Linked DNA regions of Mus musculus: region 2 is linked to region 1. A link is a contact called in public promoter capture Hi-C data. All regions are on one chromosome and are shown on one strand. Each heading gives the region's core, a stretch centred on a gene start, on an enhancer-like site or on the middle of the called end of the contact. The rest is flanking DNA. Distances are from core to core; before and after follow the strand shown.

Evidence for each region. Promoter capture Hi-C pulls out the DNA fragments that hold promoters and counts their contacts.
Region 2: a promoter capture Hi-C map of cranial neural crest shows a contact between it and region 1. The contact joins the promoter of 4930461C15Rik here to the enhancer-like site in region 1. A contact is called at or near these places in 5 of 39 promoter capture datasets (the 3T3-L1 cell line, the C10 cell line, cranial neural crest and 2 more) and 2 of 115 datasets of contacts at active chromatin or transcription factors (embryonic forebrain and stem cell-derived neural progenitor cells).

What each region holds. Positions count from the first base shown.
Region 1 is chr16:57,682,944-57,688,155 of GRCm38.p6, forward strand. The region is part of intron 1 of Col8a1 (collagen, type VIII, alpha 1); the gene reads right to left. Among named protein-coding and RNA genes, the nearest start is that of Col8a1, 69 kb to the right of the region's middle. Within about 2 kb of position 3,273, at least 36 of the 459 cell types and tissues checked have an H3K27ac peak or open chromatin away from gene starts, as enhancers often do.
Region 2 is chr16:58,405,480-58,410,691 of GRCm38.p6, forward strand. It overlaps 4930461C15Rik (a long non-coding RNA gene), which reads right to left and starts at 3,052. Exons shown (of 4, transcript XR_384912.2): 1 at 2,693-3,052; 2 at 1-595. Dcbld2 (discoidin, CUB and LCCL domain containing 2) reads left to right here and starts at 3,056. Exons shown (of 16, transcript NM_028523.3): 1 at 3,056-3,472. The coding sequence starts at 3,277.

The DNA.
Region 1 (5,212 bases), core at 2,023-4,522:
GATTATATTCTTATGGTTTATGAAGAAAGAGAGAATACATAAATGTGCTCTTTGGGCCAGCTTCTTGCTAAATATGTTATGTGCCTATACTCAATTAATCTAACAACTATGCAAAAAATGAATAAAGGCAGGGATATGAAAGATTCTATTATTTACACATTACTAAGGAAAAATTTGGTGAACAAGGAATCAGTAAAACAAAACTCCCCAGTCTAATACCATCAACATCATCTAAGGCACTAAATATGAAGTTTTTTAAGGGAGACTAAATATTACCTTACTGATAGATGTTGTTGTCAAGAGCATGACAAAGGCCCATTGATCAATACTGCAGTTAGATACAGTATTTCAACTGCACATTTGAGTTGTTTAGAAATATATGGTCTCAGAAAAAAAAATGGGTTATTCACCTGGAAGTCCCTGGAAGTGAGTCTTTCTTTTCTATCGAGAAAACGATTGATTTGGTCCATGGCTTCATGTAATGTTTGAAAGCAGAGAGAGCCCATTTTCAGTTTAATTAAGAGAAACTCAAGTTTGCATAGTCTTAGACAAAACTCTGCAAAAGTCCTTTCTACTGGAACAAGAGAAAACCTCAACTGACAAGTAAGTCTTGGTAAATTTAAAAAAAGAAAGACATTTCTAAGGTCATGTTAAGCCACCACTTAGCATCTGGACTGCCAAATCCCTGGTTTTCTTTTAAGTGTGATTAGTGGGACACTCATTTCCTTTTGCTTATAAAATGAATCAATTGTCTCATGACTCCACTTATAAGGTTCAAGGTAGGCAACACTTACTGCTCTGGTACAACCTGAAAATACCCACATCTCTAAGGTTTATATGAAATGTTTGGGTTGTATTAATTTGGAATGAGGACAAGAGGAATGTGGAATCAACTACACAAAAGGTGGATATACTTGAGAAATGGGACTTTACTTTAGAAGGTTAGAAGAGAGAAGCTTATGTGGTTGGGATTTAAAATTGGCCCTCACAACAGTTCAAGAGGTGATGTCTGATAGTCTCTCAGATTTTTTACCGTAGGTGCAGCTGTCAATCATCCTTGCCATATATTATTTCCCACGAGCATCTCATCTTTACTGAGGAGATAAGGAAGGTACTTGCTTTCTTTTTCAGTAAGGCAAACAATGGTATGAATCTTCAAGTAGGCTATAATAGTAGAGTATAATGATGGCTCAGATAAGCCAGAGGCCATCCAGTAACAGATGGAAAAACAAATATTATATGTTTTCAATTGTAAATAGCCAAGGAGAACCACGTATGAAGTCTTCTTTTACTGCTCTAGACATTTGGCAGTATAGAACAGACATTAAGCTGAACCAAAATATAAAAACTACGTAGATTTTTTTTTTTGCTTGAGGTAGTTGTGTTGCATTACTTTTGCATTGATATCATCTCATTACTTACATTATGACCAGCTAAGGCAAGAATTGATCTGGTAATCAGCTCCTTAAGTATGATATTTTTTTCCTACAATAATATTTTTTCCTACTAAGCAATTTGTTTTCAAAGTTAAAGGTTGGCATATTCCTGTCTAATTGATCCTTGTGCCTTCAAAACATATGTGAAAAACGTCAAGTTTATCTTGTTACTTGTTCTGTGAAATAACCATGAATAAGACCAGGGTTGGAAGAAGCATGAAGGAGAGAAAAATATTTTCTGTGATCTTGGGACGTGATCAAGACTTTGAAACATCCTAGGAAGAACAGGATGAGAACCAGACTCCAGACATCAAAGCATGGTTGAGGTCCAAGTTTGTGTGGTCATCCTGACTTCAGTATTCTTGACAATAGTTTTTTTGTTTCTTCCTTTTTGAATGTGATAATTCTTTCTTCCCCTCGACAATTAAACCAAATTGACAATAATCTAATTTTTCCTAAAAATTAGTAATAAATGAAATTGTACTAAGCAATACTAATAAGAGCTACTATTTATTAGGATATCTTGTGTCCAATAAATATACTTTAAATATGTATGATTCAGTCTTCATTACACTCCTACAATATAGCAGCATTCTTACATTTAAGATCATTTAAAATATTTTTAAGATCTTAAAGCATGTACATACCTTTTAAGATTTACTTTTTAAATACTTTAATTATGAATATGTATATATAAATATCTATGCATGTGTGTGCACATGTGTACAAACACATGTGTGTGTCTGTGTTTATACATTACAGATATGTGTACGTGCATAAATATGTGTATGTGTATGCATGAGTATGTATCTATCCATGTGTGTCTACTATGTATGGGTTATGTGTGTGAGTGTTAGTTATTCCTAACACTGGAGTTATAGGTGGTTGTGAACTCCCAAAGCGGGAGCTGGAAGCTGGACCCTGATGCTTTGGAAGGGCAGAACATACTTTTATCAAAGAATCATCTCGCTAGCCTTTGATACTCTGCATTTTAAAGACAGAAGCTGTGATTTGTTTCATAGCTAGTGCCTAGAAAATATTTCTTAGATTATGTAAAATGTCATTTCTTGTGCTTATCCTGAGGGATAGGTTTCTATTAGTCATTTTTGTCCTTTGGAAAAACACAACTTTGAAGATCCCTAAGGAGAAAATGGAATTTTTAAACCAACAGGCAGTGTAGATCGACTCATCTCTGTCTTTTTGGGTCAGTGAGGATGACCGATAGATAAAAGGGGGAGATTGGAGGGTAGTTTTTTTTTTTTTAACAGGAATTGGTGGGAAGGTAAAAATACTAATTATGGTAAAAATAACCAAAGAAATAGGACATCCAGGATGCTATGAACGTATTGTCTTCATTGGGGCACATGAAATGCAACATCCCCATGTGATAGTGGATAATGACTGCTAGTGCTGTGAACTGTGAATCCCAGAAAGATGGCGCCTACACACAAAGATGGGAAAGACACACTTGGGGCAAACTGTTAAATAAATGCTACCCTGTTTGTTTTATCATTCTCAATTTCTAACCTGATTTATTAGCCTTCCCAGTGGTTGGCTGGACCCTGCTTACACTGTTCATTGCTCTTTGATCCCTGACAGTGATTATGGCTTTGTTGTACCACACATAGGAGAGCCAGGGGATTAGACTCTTCCTCACCCAGAGTTCATTCTTTACAACGTTGATGAATTGCACAATAATCCTTTTTTTTTTTTTTTTGAGCATCCACTCATACCAGGAACTTTTTATTTTTTATTTTTTGCCAAACACAGTCACACCTGCACATGTGTACGTAGTGTCCTGTAAAGTAAATGTAACAGGCTGTACACCTTGCCCCAGGAGCTCACAATAAAAACCAGACAATTGTTGTAGCGAAGACTAGGCAAACAGGTGTGCAGCTGTGTAAACAAAGAAACAGAATCAATTAGAGGATTGGCTACAAAGTGCTAGTGCCGGTGCTGTGCTGTTTGTAGGCTGGAACTGAAGCTAGTGAAATTCTCAGCCTGCACAAAGCTTGGTGTAGTCTTTGTGGTGGTAAGAAAGGAAAGGCTGATGGGGAGGAATAGAAGTTTCCCTCTGGAGCAGAGGACAGAGAACTTCCCACTCCCCAGTGGAAGGGTTCATGTACTGCTACTTTGGGTCTCCTCTATTTTCTAAGGGACTTGGCTGTAACCAGCCTGCAGAAGGAAAATGAAAGTATATTAAGCAGTGTTCAGCTTGCCAGAGAGATTTCATAAGCCTTCTTTCTTTCCACTGGAAACCAGACTAAAAAAGAAAATAAAAACCAGAACGTATTATAATTGTACATTCCACTTATAACCAATGAGCAGATGACAGTTGATGTTCCAAGGAAATGATTACTCTGGGTGAGGTTGTTCTCAGGGGCAATGCCACTCCAGTCTCCAGCCTTCACTGTGTTTGACAGAAATGGACCCAGCTTGGAGCAAATTCCTGCAGGTCTCTGCTTCAGCCACCCAAGGCTGATGGCTATCTTTCTTCTTGTAAATACATCCAGATAGGGAATTTGAAAACCTCCCCAGGAATCCTTTCCAGGGTTAGTAAAGCCTTTGCTGCCAGTGAAATCTTTCCATCTACCTTAAATTCCCTTATTTATAATTTCTATTTATTTCCTCTTCTTTTGTCATAGAGAGGACACCATGACTCCCCACTCCACCTCCAGTGGTTTCTCTAAAGACAGCTGTGAAACCAGCTCTGGCCTCTCCCACAGACATGCGTGGGCTCTGTTTTACCTGTCAGCTATTTATAATCTTTCTTTGCTCTTCCCAACTTTGGCCTCTGGATTATGTATGTATGTATGTATGTATGTATGTATGTATGTATGTATTCTATTAGATAACCTGCTGAAGAGCCCTCAAAATTGTTGTTTCATTATTGATTTAACGAGCTGTATTCTATGAATATGGACATGTCAGGATATTCAATTTCTCTAATTCCTGCCAGGCTTTAGTTGATTAGGTCATATTAAACTAAAGAATGCTGGAATTTATGCCCCTTTGGAATGGGGGTGAGATGACTGTCTCAAGATCTGGATGCACATGTATTAGCTCTTAACAATTTGAGTAATTCATCTCTAAACATAATGACGAAAGAGGTATTTTTTTATACTTACAAAATTAAATGATGGTTCAAACAATTTTACAGTTGTAAACACCTTCACTACTCAGTCATTCTGTGAACACATTCTTAGTAGTATTTTGGGCAAAAAGAAGTTATTGTCCCCTAACGACCGTTAGGTTTACCTTCACTATCATCGTATTGCTGATTTCTTCTGCAACAACCTCCAAATTACAACTTAATTTTCTCTACTAAGGAATATTTAAATACTTTTAATATATCTTTCAGGTATATAGTTTTGATCATATGGTATGTATATTTACAGGGTTTTTTTGCATGTGCTATATATTTTTTAAAAAAATATTGCCTGATTGTTTTTGCAAGGTCACTGATACCATATAGGTAGGTTTTGTTTTATTTTGTTTGTTTGTTTGATCAAGTAGCTTTTAGGCAAAGAGGACAGAAGGCTGCAAACCAAATCTCCTCTGTCCACATGGAAATAATTCCTGCCTTGCATGCCCTGGGGTCTTTCAAGTACATACTAACAAAATCAATCTTTGGAGACTACGATGGCATACAAATTTCCCTCTATTTCCCAATACATATACAATATTGAAGGAATTGAAAGCAGTCACTGAATGCTATTTTTTGGAGGGCTGATCTTTCTTTTGCAATGATCTAGTAAGTGTCAGTTTTCTCCTTT
Region 2 (5,212 bases), core at 1,802-4,301, 720 kb after region 1:
ACCCAAGGGAATCTCTGAAGTTCTCACTTTCTTGAGATTCTGTAGGAAAGCTGAGGGGCCGGGCTTGCCAATGGGACACACTCTAGCTTCTAGCTGTGGCCCCTATGATGGTGGCGGCCTTCTACAAACCTATTCACGCTGAGTGATTTTTCACAATCACCAGTTAGGTCCTGGCCCTGAGCAGGTAAATCTCATGGGTCAAACTGCCCTATCCCCACTGACTCAGCAGACATCAGCCTACAGGGAAACTGAGTCCCCCTAGGCAAAGAGAATGGCAAGCTTGACTAGAGAAGTATGCAGAAAGTATGGGAGAGTAAATGTAAACCTGGACTGCCCTGGGGCAGTGACTGGTCTAGACTCGAACGCCTGATATATGACTTTGGTGGAAGGTTCCCAGGAAACATTTCGTTATCTCACAGAAGCCTTCTGAAACTGGTTGTACAGCCATAATGAGAAGTGGAGAGACATGGTGGGCAGCACTGTGTCTCAATTCTCACACATCGGTGCTCCTCCTATGACTTCCCATGGTCAGGCAGTAGGGGAATGTTCTCCGGGCTGCTCTCCAGCCAAACCTCCAGAAAAGAAACTCAGGAAGCTGAAAGGCAAAAGAGTACGAAGACAGATGGCTAGCATCATTTTTCAGACGCTGGTTTCCCCCTCTCTTCTTTTCCCTGTTCTGTCCTCTGAAACACTTCACCACTTTATTCTCTACTTTAACAGCTCTTAGCATACCAAAACAGAGAGAAAATGACAGCACCCCTCTCTCTTGTGATAGGGGAATTACTTATAAGAAATTCGGAGTCTTTTCAGGCTGTACTCCCCTGAGGGGGGACAGCCACAACTCCAGCACTTTCTTTTCTAGAAAGGTTCCCATACCTGAGCTAGTTCACTCTGCTTCTTGTGCAGTTCCATGTAGCTGAAGGAATCCTAGCCAGCAGCTTCTAACCCTTTGCTGTGTCCACCTTGTGGCCTACGGTTATCACTAGGTGGTCATACAGAAGGAGTGATCCGACATGTGAGGTGCTTCATCTCAGGGACTATCACTTGAAGCCTTGGCTTAGGACTGGCTGTTTGCTGGGGTAGGTCATAGAGTTAGCTCTGTTAGTTCTCACCTCCAAATTGGCACTGGTGACGATGGATTTGTTTAAAATGTTTGTCTTCTCCACTAGAATGTAAGCTTCTCTAACTGAACTTTGTATGACCAGGGCGTATATTGGTAGTGCTTTCTTTGCTACACGATAGATGTTTAGCAGATACAATGACTGGGGAGTGGGGGTGGGGGGTGGGCTTATTGTGTGAGAAATATGCAAGAAACTTGAAAAAAAATGGCTTCTAGAGTCCTTTCCAGCATTTGGGTTTTCTTCTGAAACACGGGTGTGAGTGCTTTACATGTTTAGGACTCTCACATGTATTCATGAGTTCCAGAGCCAATTCCTACATACTTCTCACACTGACATTTGTACAACCTGCTTTTCTATAGCCTCATTTATTAGCTGTATATCCATATCGATTTATTTTGTTTAAAAGGCATGTATTTTATTATTTATTTATTTATTTATTTATTCATTCATTTAGTATGGGGGTGGGAGGGGAGATGTTCCACAGTGCACATCTGGAGGACCATGGACGACTTGCAGAAGCCAGTTCTCTCCTAGCAACCATGTAAATTCTGAGGATCAAACTCAGATCGTAAGGATTGTCAGCAAGGGCTCTTAACCAATGGCCTATCTCTCTGGCTTTGCATCCCAGTATAGGTGCTTCTCAGCTTATGATAAGAGTCACATTTGATAAACCCACCATCACTTGAGAACACGTTAAGTCAAGGGAACATTTAATACACTCAAGGTAGTAGACATCCTATGCCAGTATCAGTTTGCTGTACAGCATCCGTTGCTTAGCGTTGAGAAGACCCAGCTGCCAGAAATTATGGCTTGTTAAAGGCAGTCATCAGCAGGACAGGGCACAGCAGCAATACTGTGAAAAATCAACCACCATAAACTGAAAGGTAATACAGATGCTCTATAGTTACTTCCTTTGCTATGCAAACTGTTCTATCTTACTAAGTCCCTGTTTGTTAAAGGTACAATACTTTTTTTTTTTTTTTTAGGGAGTCCCTAATTAAAAATATCCCTGATGGTTTCTCTTTATAAATCTACTGTCTAGTTCTGTGGATTCTTCTTTAAAGACTGCTCTTTCTTCTGCCATACTGCCTGCTCAAAAACTCCATCAAATTGCCTATTATTTGAATTTGTACTTGTTTCATTCTGACGTGCATGATGTACTGACATTTCTTCCCCATTCCAAAACCTGCAAATTATCTATAAAGTGGCTCTAATTCCTGGGACTTCTCTGAGCACAATTTTACAGATAGTGGACTTAAATAGTCTCAGCAACACGGGTCTTATTTTATACTTCCTCTCCAAAGTCCTAGAAGCTATCTTTGCAAAAACTGAACACTACATTTGTAATTGTACCCGCAGATGTTGCTGCAATTGACTGCAGTTTTAATTAAGAAAAACATACTCTGCTATTTAAAAACAGTCCCTTAAATACAGCTCCCAGCTGAAATCTTCCAGCATCCAGCCATCCCACCCCTTCCAGTGGCCTGATGTTCGACGGGGGAGGAGCCAGGAGCAAGCAGGCTCTGGGAAGCTGGAGAGCGCGGGATGGGGAAGTCCCGGAAGTCACTGACCAGAGAGTCTCGGCGGGTTCTCTCTGGGCAGTGGTCCCAAAAACTACAGGCTCTTCAGCGGGGCGGGGACCGCTCCCGGCCCCGGCTTGGGGGCGAACCCGGATCGAGGGAGGCGGGTGGGACGCTCCCAGAGGTCCAGGGCGATTGGCAGACGCGGATGAGGGGCGGTGGAGCTTTAGGAGAGGAGCTAACAGGTCGACAGAGCAGACGGCGTGATGATTGGACGGCACGGAAGGAGCTGGACCAGATCTGGCCGCTCATTGGTCTCAGCATGAGGAGGAGGCGTGGCCAGCGCGCGCGGGAGGGAGGGAGGGCGAGAGAGCGGGGCCGGCCCGCCCGAGAGACGGTCGGTCTACGAGCGCGGCGGGAGCGCGTTCCAGCTCGGGCCCCGGTGCTATCCTCCGATCCGCCGCGCTCCGGCCTGGGGTCTCGGGGCGGGAAGCTCGGTGAAGCGGGCGCGGGGAGCAGGGCGGAGGGGACGAGGCGCGCTGCGCTGCCGCCCGGTCCTCACCGGGTGCTGCGGGCCCCGGGCGCGCGGGGCTCCGCGGCGCGCGCACTATGCGGGCGGATTGCCGGCCGCCGCGATGGCGAGCCGGGCGCCGCTGAGAGCCGCGCGCAGCCCCCAGGGTCCCGGAGGCCCGGCCGCGCCCGCCGCCACCGGCCGGGCCGCGCTGCCCAGCGCCGGCTGCTGTCCCCTCCCTCCTGGCCGCAACTCCTCCTCCAGGCCTCGACTGCTCCTTCTGCTGCTCCTACTGCTCCAGGACGCTGGAGGCCAGCAAGGTGAGTGGTGGCCCGCACCGGTCGGCCTCCTGAGGCTCTTGGCTGTTGGAGGAACCTGCCGACGAACCCAGAGATGCAGAGACACCACACTGGCGAGGCTGATGTGGCGGGGACCGGGGCGGGGTGGTGGTGCCGCCCGGTGTCTCAAGTTTGTGTCGCTTTACTTTTCCGCAAAGCCATTCATTTCTGTGAAAGAGGGACGTATGAGACCCTGCCGTGGAGGCCTCCTTGCTGTCTCCTTCTGGACTGATGGACGGAGTCGGGAGCAAATTAAAAAGCATCTTGAGCTTATTAAAGACAGGCAGGGATTGCTGTTCTTAGGGATAGCGCCCAGGTTCTAACGCGAATGAAGCAAATTGCAGTGCTCTCTAGAGCCTTGCTTACGTTTGCAATTCGTTCTTCAGAGCACCTGCCCATTACTGAGGACCGTGGTTTGTAGATTGTCTTGATCAAACACAGAAGTGGCCCAGAGTAGCGGTCCACTACCAAAAGCGCAAACTTTCTCAGAAAGTGACAAAGCTTCTTTTCCTTCTACAATCCCATTCCAGAAGCGGGAACAACTGTTGGTTGATAAATCATCAACAATAGAAAGAGAATACAGGACTGAACTTTTTAGTGTTGCTGCTTTGGGCAGCGTACCACATTCTGTTTGGCTTTATTTCTTCCATGGCTTTTCTTGTTACTAATTGCTAGGGAGAGTTTCTTGAAATACGTTTTCCATTTCTCAGTTCAGCTTCCCACTGTGTGCACTTTTTGTCAGTAAGGAATATCTTCAAGGTCATGGGATTGTCTCTTGGGAAGGTGCAGCCTTGATGGACGTGTGAGAGGTAATCGCTAAGAGAAAAACGTAAACTGTCCTCTTTAATAGTCACATTTAAACTGAGCAACCTAAGGTTTAGAGGTCTAATAGGCAGATTTCAGTCAGCGCTTACTGTTTTAGAGTGTGGAAGCCTCTGAAGTTTTGGCATCTATGTGTGTGTTTTTCTTTCTCGTGGTGGGGAGACAGACTTATATGGCTACAGAAGCTTAGTGTGTGTGGGAGGCCCGGGACTAAGTGGTTTGTGTAAATCAGTGCATTTAACACACAGCTTGGTGAGTTAGTTATCCCGTTCCCAGCAGAGGGAAACCGATGCACAGGGAATACAGCATATTTTAATGTAGAAAGGAATATGACCATTTAAGCAGTCCACTGTGTTTGAACATTTCTAGATGGCTTACATCTAGAATTTCACGTCATGTTTAAAACAAATCTTCGAGTAACAGAGTCAGCTATATAGGACACCATTATCTTTTGGAGTAGTCATTCCCAGACTGATGTAACATGCAACATTATCTTATTTTAAATGATTTTTGAATCATTTTAGTCAGCATTGTAACAATATATTTCTTCTCCCATTGCCAAAAGATTCCAAAATAAATAGAAATAATTTTAGAGAGCATAAAAAGACATGATTTTTATTTCTTCAAAATCGGGTAGTTTTGTTTGTTTAATACCTTTGTATCAATTTTCTGTCTTGCTCATATGTGAATGCATGTCTCTTTCATAGACTAAGTAAATGAACCAGAAACACACAGTTTTACAAAGGGAAAGCATAATGTATTTATCAATTATTAAACACGAGTTACTAAGTTAGTAAATTAAGGACTAGTTTGGTGAGTATCTGAAAATTCAGAAATTGTATGAGATGAGAATTCCCTGATTTTTAAAAAATCTCTCCCTCTGAGGGCCCTAGTACTGCT